Linked DNA regions of Mus musculus: region 2 is linked to region 1. The links are chromatin contacts, called in public promoter capture Hi-C maps. All regions are on one chromosome and are shown on one strand. The core of a region is the stretch at or near the end of the contact, and the rest is flanking DNA. Distances in the headings are between cores, read along the strand shown. Region 1 holds the start of Eed (embryonic ectoderm development). Region 2 overlaps Dlg2 (discs large MAGUK scaffold protein 2).

What was found. Promoter capture Hi-C pulls out the DNA fragments that hold promoters and counts their contacts.
Region 2: a promoter capture Hi-C map of hippocampal neurons shows a contact between it and region 1, with 4 times the contacts expected there. The contact joins the enhancer-like site here to the promoter of Eed in region 1. A contact is called at or near these places in 2 of 39 promoter capture datasets (cranial neural crest and hippocampal neurons), 2 of 484 Hi-C or Micro-C datasets (nephron progenitors and stem cell-derived motor neurons) and 2 of 115 datasets of contacts at active chromatin or transcription factors (embryonic forebrain and neural tube).

The regions. Positions count from the first base shown.
Region 1 is chr7:89,979,704-89,984,999 of GRCm38.p6, reverse strand. It overlaps Eed (embryonic ectoderm development), which reads left to right and starts at 4,024. Exons shown (of 12, transcript NM_021876.3): 1 at 4,024-4,588. The coding sequence starts at 4,475. RefSeq lists cis regulatory regions at 3,547-3,554, 3,750-3,757, an enhancer at 3,729-3,765 and a promoter at 2,426-4,188.
Region 2 is chr7:91,410,833-91,415,693 of GRCm38.p6, reverse strand. All of the region lies in intron 1 of Dlg2 (discs large MAGUK scaffold protein 2), which reads right to left. Among named protein-coding and RNA genes, the nearest start is that of Gm24552, 170 kb to the right of the region's middle. Within about 2 kb of position 3,398, at least 10 of the 459 cell types and tissues checked have an H3K27ac peak or open chromatin away from gene starts, as enhancers often do. A contact at or near this core is called in hippocampal neurons, where this site is marked.

The DNA of each region.
Region 1 (5,296 bases), core at 2,775-5,274:
GGTCAGTCGTGTTGTCATTTAGTGTGGACCCTCAAGTTCATGAACTTTGGAGCATTTTACCCAGCATGCTCTCTCTTGCACTTTTAATTTGTGCATTTGGAGGAGCACACTGTATTTCTCACTCACACTTTGAAACAGTCCCTGGATAGAGTGTAGTCTCTCCTCCCTAGCCCCTCTTCTCTTCCAGGTTTCCAAAATGCCTTTCCAGGCTAGAACCCAGGTTGTGGTCTGCTGGCCTGACACAATAGAGGAGGGGGGAGGGAGAGGGAAGAGGGAGGAGGAGGGAGGAGGAGGGGGTAGGAGGGAGGAGGAGGGGGTAGGAGGGAGGAGGAGGGAGGAAGAGGGGGGAGGGAGTGGGGAGGGAGGAGGGAGGAGACTCAGGAAACTCAGGAAACTTGTACAAATGTACAAGGTTCTTCTCTGCCTTAGAGAAACAGTAAACCACTACTGGAGAAGAGGGGAGTCATGGCTTGAGGGACCTCAGATTGTTTTGCAAAATCTATGTAATTTAATCTATGTAATTACCCTTTCACTCCAAAAACTTCCCTGGTGCCTGCCTACTCCAACAAAGACAGCAGTATCTGATCCAGTAGGACAAATCAGACATAATAGAACGACATGGACTCAGGTGGAAAAAGGAGAACCAAGCTTTACAAAGAAATGGAATCCCAGGTGTGCACTGGTTGGGCCAGTGTAAAGTTCCAGCTAACGGCGGTCGCCACCTGTTAGCTGCTGACTGTTAGGGAACAGTGGTCTTCTCATGGCCGATTAACAAACTTTGCAGTAGTGTAAAGATTCAAAGTCTTTTTTTTTTTTAATATTTTAGTTTTTAGAGTTTCTCTGTATAGAACTCACTCTATAGACCAGACTGGCCTTGAACGCACAGTTCACCTCCAGGAAAGATCAAAGGCTTAAAACAATAATATCAAAATTCTTGCACATCCAACATCAAGTCCTAAACACTTTTTTTAGAACCTGGCATTTATTTGAAATATTCTAGGTCCTAAGATAAAGACCTTTGTTTAATTTAGTAGTAATTGTAGTCTTCAAGAAATTAAGCACACATAGACCAGAAAGGACTTTCTCTCAAAAAAGCAATGTATTTAACTTCTTAAAATCAACATTAGGCATAGAGGTGGTTTTATTTTTCAGTGAATAAAAGAGAACTTGGCTATCTAAAGCAAATTATTATAAGTGCTTTTGAAGTTAAGACAACTTTTTCTCTTATCTAATACATGCTTATTACCAGAAAGACAGAGAAGCCGAAAGACAGCCAGCCATGATGGGCATATGGCTCTGTGATGCAGCACCTGCCTGGTGTGTGTAAGAGACTCTGGGTAAGATCTCCAGCCAGGGAGGAGTGGATGAGAAGAGAAGATGAACATATTGGTAGCTTAGTGGGGAGCCATATGGTACTGAGAAAGGGGCAGGCCCCAGAATTAAGCTGTGTGGATTCAGGCCTTGCCATTCCACACGCTAAAGCAGCTTGATGTCTTAGCTTCAGCTTTCTTATCTATAAGTGAAATGATAGTATAAAAAATGAAAGATTAAATTAGATAAATTGTGTAACGGACCTTCAGTGAATGTGACCTCTGGACTCAACTTTCTGGGCCCTTTTAGTCCTAGCATCTTCAAACAGGGATTGTGCTGGTTTTGATACAGTTGAAAGGAACACCTTCCATCTCAAAGTCACCGTGGACAAAAATGTGTTTTCCTTCTTCTTCTTCTTCTTCTTCTTCTTCTTCTTCTTCTTCTTCTTCTTCTTCTTTTTTTCTTACTGCATAGGAGGAGATTTCTGATAAAATCTTATTCATAGAGTTCACCCTGGTGATGTGGGCACAGGTGAGCTGGTGGGCTGATCAACTCAGCTACCTCCCAGGCCCAGATCCAGGACTTTGAATTGGCCCACCCCAATGTCTAGCCCAACTATGATTGGCTGGAATGCATGAAAGGGCTGGTCCTACAGATCCAAAGCTGAGGATCTCCAAGGCAACAACAGGATATCAGAGAGGAGCATCCAGTATTGATAGTGTAGCAGAAGCCAGAAGACTTCTCATTGCAACGGACACCTGCAAGATGTGTGGACAAGGGTATACTGTGTGACACCCTGTGACACACTACAGCTTCCACGATGAGAGGTGTTTTGGGTTTTTTTTTTTATTCTATCTTATTTTCTTTTGGGGAGGAGGTTGCAAGGGTGGAGGGCAGATACAAAGATGAATGGGACTGGAGTGCATGGTGTAAAATTCACAAAGAATCAATAAAAAGTTGATTTAAAATCTTAATCATAAAATTAATAATTGTAAAGCAAAGTAAACCTTTGTTTCAAATTTCAAAGTTTTATCTCCCAGCAACTTTTCCAGAAAAGATAAACATTTAAACTTTTTCACCTAAATTGTCTCATTTAGCTTACATAAACTTCCTCTGAAAGACTAAGACACTGGAGGGCGAAAGGAAAATACTTTTTATTATTAAGTGGGTGCCCAGCAAATGTCTTGTCTGTTTCTACCTCTTCATTTCACAAATGACAAATGACAATATAGAAACAATTCTGTCCTATAATTTCTACCTCTTCATTTCACAAATGACAAATGACAATATAGAAACAATTCTGTCCTATAATTGAGGAGAGGAAGTTCTTCATTCAGACATTCCCATGGCTTAACAATACACCCACCAAATCCACAAGGCTCACAAATTTATTATTTGTCTGTCAAGATTGTACCTGAGGGGACAAGTGAGCTGGCTCAGTGGTTAAGGCTGGCTACAGGCTGGCTACAGGCTGGCTACAGACTGGCTACAGGCTGGCTCGCAAACGTTAGTGACTCCAGTCCCAGGGATCCAACATCCTCTGACTTTGTGTACCAGTACAGACATGTGGGGCACAGACATACACACACTCATACACACATTTTTTTTAATCTAAAAATGAAAAATTAAAGAGTTTTTAATGATACGGGCAAATTTAGTTACCTTTCCCTATATTAAAAAATTGCCTTTTACCTAAGTCTCACAAACTCATGCAGTTGCTCACAGTGACTTATAGGTCTTGTCAGTTTCCTAGAGCCTCAGCTTTCAACAGCTAAAACGAACACTTAAGACTATGAATTATGACAATTCAGAACCATGTAATTTTTATTTATTTATTTTTGGAAAGAGGGTCTATAACGAAGCCCAGGCTGTCCTGGAACTCCTCGTGTAGACCAAACCAGTGTGTAGCTCTAACACACTGCAATCGACCTGCCTCTGACACCCTAGTGCTGGAATAAAAGGCATGCCCCCATACTCTGTCCGATCCATACAATTAAAAAAATTTTTTTTCAAACAGGTTTTTAGTAAATAGCCTTGATTGGCTCGGAACTTGCTATGTCGACCAGGATGATCTAAAGATTGAGGCGAGCAGGCAGTACTTCCGTTGTTGCCCTTCCGATGTTGGATTACTAGAATGTATCATGCATCACAAGGTATTTTTACTTAAGTCTAAATATGTAATTTAAAATACAGGCTTACTTAAGCCAATAGTGGCACCAACCGGTTGAATATAACCAATCATTGTAATAAGTATTTATTAGATAAAATATCTGCCCAGAACGGAGGCGTGTCCGTAGGCACTGATTTGGTACCGTTTTGAAATCCTCCCCGAAGCTTCAGAAACCGGTGGAAAGACTACCTGGTTCAGCAGACAGAACCGAGGGGAGGAGGGGCCAGGAGGCGGCCTGTCGTCTCCGTAACCCAGCGCGAGAATACGCCTCAGCGCATGCGCACCTGCAGGTGGGACCCGTCCATGTGCCCGATGGGGGAGGCGAGCAGGGAACAGCCTATAGATTTTGAATCTCTCCCTTCAAAAAAAGAATCTAGGCTGTGAGAAGTTCCGTAAACACTAACTCGAAGTTGTTCTCCCGAGCTCCGCATCAGGGACCGTAGACACAGACCCCCTAAAACAAGAGGTGACTTCTCTTTCCTCCCCCCTCCCTCGGGAGCAGTGGTGGGCCGATCCAGGCCACAGACTTTCGTTCGTTTGCAGCGGGTCGGAGATCGAAGGATTGAGCCAATTGCGGATGAAACGTCTTGGCCAGGAAGGGGGTGAGGGAGCAGCCCTTTGAGTTCCGCCTCGTCTCTAGGCGCTGGTGGGGAAGGGGGACGTAGGAAACCCCTGCCCTCTGAGCCAGCAGATCCGACGCCTCGGTGCAAAGTGTCGAGAGGGCGGCGGGAAAACCGCCCGCCCGGACCAAGGGACGGGAAGCAGCCGGGAAGCCGTGCGGGAGGGCGCGCGCGTGCGCGCCCCTTTTTCAGCAGTGTGGCGGGGTCGCACGCACGCCCGCCTCGGCGGCTGGGCGCGATTTGCGACAGTGGGGGGGGCGGCGGCGGTGGCGGCGCCGGCAGCTTTGCGGCAGGCTCGGGCCGGGCGTGCTTGACGGCGGTGTGGCGGAGGCCCCGCCCGAGGCGGCAAGAACCTGGAGGGAGGCGGAGGAACATGTCCGAGAGGGAAGTGTCGACTGCGCCGGCGGGAACAGACATGCCCGCGGCCAAGAAGCAGAAGTTGAGCAGCGACGAGAACAGCAACCCGGACCTCTCGGGAGACGAAAATGTGAGTGCAGCCCCGCCTGTCCCGGGACTGTGGAGTAGAAGTTTCAGGTTCTTTGGTAACTGCGGTCGGGGCCGGCGGGCGGGCGGCCGTGGGGGGAGGGAAAGGTGTCACCCGCGCTCAGGAGAACGCAGGCGTGCGGGGAAGTCCGGTTTGGCTGGGGCTTTCGAGCTGGGACTGCGGCAGATAGCAAGCAGAAAGTTGTCGAGGAGCGGATTAAAGGTCCCAAAGGGTCTGCGAGGTCCGCTCAGATCGTCCCTGCGTGGGAGACGGAGTTTGTGCCTTTGGGGGCTTGACGCTGATTGCGAATCTGAGATTGTACTTACTGGTTTAAAAGGCATGCTCGAGGTAAGAGGTTCAGTTTTCCCCAGGAAAGTTGGTACGAAGGGTCCTCGTAAGGATCCGAGGGGCTGTGTCACTGTAGAGCACTACGGGATCTTCAGGATGGAAAGTATAGATCTCTGGCTTGGGTTTACGTGACCGTGCGGTTATGTATGCCCCTTTCCATGGAAGTGCGGTGTGCCTTCGTGTCGACTTTTTTGTGGAAGGAGTAGAATCGAGAAGATCGTAGAGGGGGAGCCACCTTTGATTAAGGCAAAGGAGGGAACAGTTTGAAAGTTTTTGCTTAATGTAAAGGGATTGGAAGATTTCAGGCCACCGTGGTAAATTCTGTACTTGAGCCAAGTGTGAAGATTAAGGGAAGTCGGTGCT
Region 2 (4,861 bases), core at 2,149-4,648, 1.4 Mb before region 1:
ATTGTGTACCATGGTACTGAAATAGAAGTGAAAGGAGAACTGCTTATTGGTTCTCTCCTTCCATCATGGGAAACCTGGGAGTTGAACTCAGACCATCGACTTTGGTGAAAGTGCTTTTACCCAATGAACTTCAACAGCAGCCTGAATTTTTCTTATTAGACCTTAATCAATTATTCAACATACATTCAAATCCAGTAGTATGCACCACCAAAAGCTTATATAAGAAGGAGCATGAAAACTACAGAAACTTTTACTAGAGGAGGAAAATGTTTTCATCCAATTGTTTCTTAAAATAAATCAAGGATTAATATTAATTGACCACAGAGAAAATGAAAGGGAAAAAGGCCTCCGAGGATAGAGTATATGTGCAAGTTACAAAAGCATGAAAATGAGGACCACTGTGGGTGCCCTTGGCATATGGGAGTACTGGCAAAGTGTATCTGTGAGATAATGAACATGATGCTAATGGTACCAGAATAAGTTTGGATATGCTGGGGAGGTGGAGTATATAAAGAGTAGAGGGCTGTCACAGATAACTGAATTAGTGGATATGAGTAGAAGAAGAGAGGATGATTAAACAATTCCTATAAATGTAATTCAGGCAAGAGAGGAGAGAGTGCTAAATTAGAGCAATGTCAGGGGAGAGAAAAACAGATGGAGGCATATGTGACAGGACTAGGTGGCTGATGGGATGTGGGGGCTGATAGAGAATGAGACAACTGGGCTAAGTCCCAAGTTTCTGGTTGGAGCAGTGGAATGCATGGAAGGTGTCACTCACCATGAGAGTGCAAGACAAGGCGGTGGAAGATGAGCAAATTTGGGCATGTGAAGTCTGGAGTCCTCTAGAACATCAAGATGACAGACTTCTAGAATCAATGGGAGGAATTAGGCCAGAGACGCTAATGGAGAGCTAGTGTGAGCACCCAATATCCTCAAGACCCCATCAAATGTTTGCAGTATTGTCCTAGGGGTTTCACTAAGCCATAGAGGTTTTCCTGCATCATAGATACACTTAAAATATGGCAAAAATGTGTCGTTAAATACATTGACTATCCTAAAACATGGAGTACAAATACTGCATAGGATTCCAGGGGAAGAACCCAATGACCACACTAATCACAGCCTCTGTAATTTGTTTCTACAGTCTTAGATTCACAATGCATGGCGCTCTCACTTAGGTTCTCAGAGACATATAGGCATCCTGTTCTGTCCTTGGGTTTATGGGGAAGACATTTAAAGAAGACTGAGTCAAACCACTTCAGAAGCTTTGTATGAACTAGGGTTCTGTGAGCAACCATTTAGATACCAATCTAGAAGAATCCAACACTCCCAGCTTGGAGTAAAATCCAGCAAGCTGTCACTGTGCTCAGTTGGCTGTATGTCATAATAAGAAATACTGAGTCACTGTGGACACACTGGGAAGTAGAAAGAATCAGTAAGCTATTTGAACATTATAGTCCTTTTGGAATGAATGTTGGTCTTAGTTCTCAATTTCGTTCTTATTCTATGTAAGTGAAGTCATTCACAGATATCCAATTCTTTTCAGTTCACTCCAGTAGTCATGTGCTAAGAGGTCAGACACTTCTTTTCTATTTGGTTGCTACATGCTGTCTAAAAAACACACACTACAAAGTACAGAAAATTGTTCCTGCTATCATGTAGGCTCTCCAGAAGAAATTTTTAGTATTCAACTAGCTGTCTCATTAGAAGAAAGAGCATTTATTAAAGTGCTAAGATTCAGTCAGGGGGAGTGTGTGTTTTAAAATCGAATAGAACATCCTTTCTCCACTTATATCCACAGCTGATTACCCCTTTTCTTGTGATGTAATTCATCATTTTATTCCATTTTGTAAATATTTAAAGAACAGAAGTACCACTTTTGCAAGAAGATGTTATGAGAAGTTGCAGAGAGTGTGTGCTTTAATTAAAAGCTCTTTCACTCTTGACCCATGACATAAACAGTGACTTGAATACATAGGATGTTCCATGTTTTTCTCCATCACATTCTCCTGCTTAAAGCCAGGCTTGTCATAGTGTCATTATGTGCCATATTTACTTCCTCTGTGAGGCATTATCACCATGCTCTTCCCTCTAGCAATAAGCCAATATTTTTTTCCATAAAGTGAGATGAAAAGAAGATGAAAATTTCAGAAAAACTGTACACCACAACCATCAGACAATTTTGCTTTTATAAAATGTAATTTTACATTTAAACTATGGTAGATTATATTTTTATTTTATACATCTATGGATGGAGTCATCAAATAATAAATATAAAAATAATAATCAGTTATCTGGAAGTTTAAAAAACATGGTAGATATTACACAATTCAAGCTTAATCAGTATAAATTTTCTTTTTTTTTTTTTTTTTTTTTTTGGTTTACAAATGATTTAGGAATCAAATAGCAGCAACTTTTCAAAGTGAAGTCTGTGTGATGGGGAAAAAGAAAAGGCTGGCTTGCTAGGATAACATGAAGCCAGATGACCTACAGCTTTAAATCACAGTCCAACAGGCTCAGTTTGCTTGAATAAGTATTCAGAGTCCAAGTTAGGTTCTTCAGTAAAAAGAAATGTAGCAAACATTATATTTAAAAAGATTCATTAGCCTAATCAGGGACTTGGATAGCAAGGAATGCAATTATATTAACCTTTCAAGAGATGAAGATATTTTGAAGGAAACTCAAAGATTTTGTTTTCAGCAATAAAAATAGAATTAAGAATGACACTATGATTTACAAAGACGACAGCAATACATGATGGACTGATTCTATAACTGTATGTACATATGGATAAAGCTGGCTGTATATTCATGTCTGTGTGTTCAATGATTTGCAGTAGCAAAAGAACTAAAGGGTGCTGTTTTACAATATTTCTGTGTGCATGGATAAGCTGTTTCATAAATGATAAGACTAGTCACTCTCCTCTATAGAGACCCAGGTTTAAATGGCAGAACATGATGTGAAGAAACTATACAATTCATTTATGTGTAGCAGGGGAGGCATGTCCATGTATTTTCAGGAATTTGGCTAAGAGATATTGGTCCTCCTCATTTCATTTCATTTCATTCCTGCCCCAGATGTTGCCAACAGTGCAGGATGCCAATTTCATTGATTGCTTATGCTCAACCCAATAAAAGAATGAGAACTCGAAGCTTCCTTGCAAGGTCTACTCAACCCATGTCATCTTCTGGGTTTATCTGTCCCTTCAACATCAAAACTCTTGTGGTGGGCTGCTCCTACAGATAACAGTTCAACAGTCGCAGATATTTCCATTTCAGACAGATAGTTATTCATAAGCATATCTGAAAGGATTTTGGTCGATCTGCTTCACGCAGCAGAATTTGAATAAGCATTTGCTTCTGATTTCGCCCACCACTGCTCCCTCTCTCTGCTGCTTTTAAAAGCATCTGCTATCACAGATGCAAAAGATATGTCGCTATGAGCAACTGCTCTGTTTGGAGGAGCTGTGTCTCATGCCTGAAGTTCACTGGTACCCACAAAGCAATGAATGGAGAAACTCTCACAATCCACCTGGGTCTAGTCAAGAACTTTAAAACTTATCCTTCCTACATGTTTGTGGCTTAAGAGTTTTGACTCTATAATGCTTGATATACACAAATGGATATATGTACAGTAAATGGGAGTTTGGGAGAATAGCAATAAAATTAATACTGATTAAATAGCTGTGACAAAAAGTATTTTTTGTATGTTTTCTGCTCTGATAATTTATCTCTGTAGCTCTTGGTACAATACACACTTTGACTTGTTTTCCCCACACACATTTCAATTTATCCATGATCACTCATTATAATCGCACATATTGTCCTGTAACACAAATATTTCATATATCATATATCATACTTTTACTCTCTGATATGTATTTGTACTATTTTCAGGGTTTTCTTTGCTTTCTCTCTTTAGGAATGAAGCTACTTGAGGAAATGTAGTTTCCTTGCATTGCTCCAAGAAACATAACTAGGAAGAGAAAGTCTAAGTCAGAATGTTCAGTTTTGACAAACGGTAATAATTTGCACCCCCCCCCCTGCCCAAAAAAAAGGTTACAATCCCAACGATGTAAAAGTATTAACTTAGGATCATCTGAAAGTGCCAGGAAGCTTATGTTTTGCTTCGAACTTATGTTCCTTCATTACCTGTGAGGTTGGGTGTCTTCTCTCTCTCTCTCTCTCTCTCTCTCTCTCTCTCTCTCTCTCTCTCTCTCTCTCTCTCTCCCCGTCTCCCTTAAAGAGTTCTTGCTTCATTTGTTTGTTTTGATTTTTTGAGACTAGGTCTCACTATGTAGCCTAGCCTGGCCTCAAACTTGAGATCCTCCCAAGCCTCTAATTATTTGCCACACACACACACTACACATACTACACACACACACACACACACACACTACACACACACACATACACTACACACACACACATACACTACACACACACACATACACTACACACACACACACTACACACACTACACACACACACACACACACACTACACACACACATACACTACACACACACACACACACACACATACACTACACTACACTACACTACACTACACACACACACACACACACATAAGTATCTAAATATATAAAAGCAACGTGTTAAATCTGTTTAATATTACATTTAGTGCTACATTTCATGGATGGCCACTTGATAATGAATAATCAATTAGTGGATCATCCTTGGAGAATATTAATGTCCCCACTCTCAGATTTCCTTATTTTCTGGCCCTTAAAGTCTTTCTGTGCTTTTAAAAAAGACTTGTTTCAGTTTTTAATCTACCTGTATGTGTGTGCATTATGCATCATCTCTCTCTCTCTCTCTCTCTCTCTCTCTCTCTCTCTC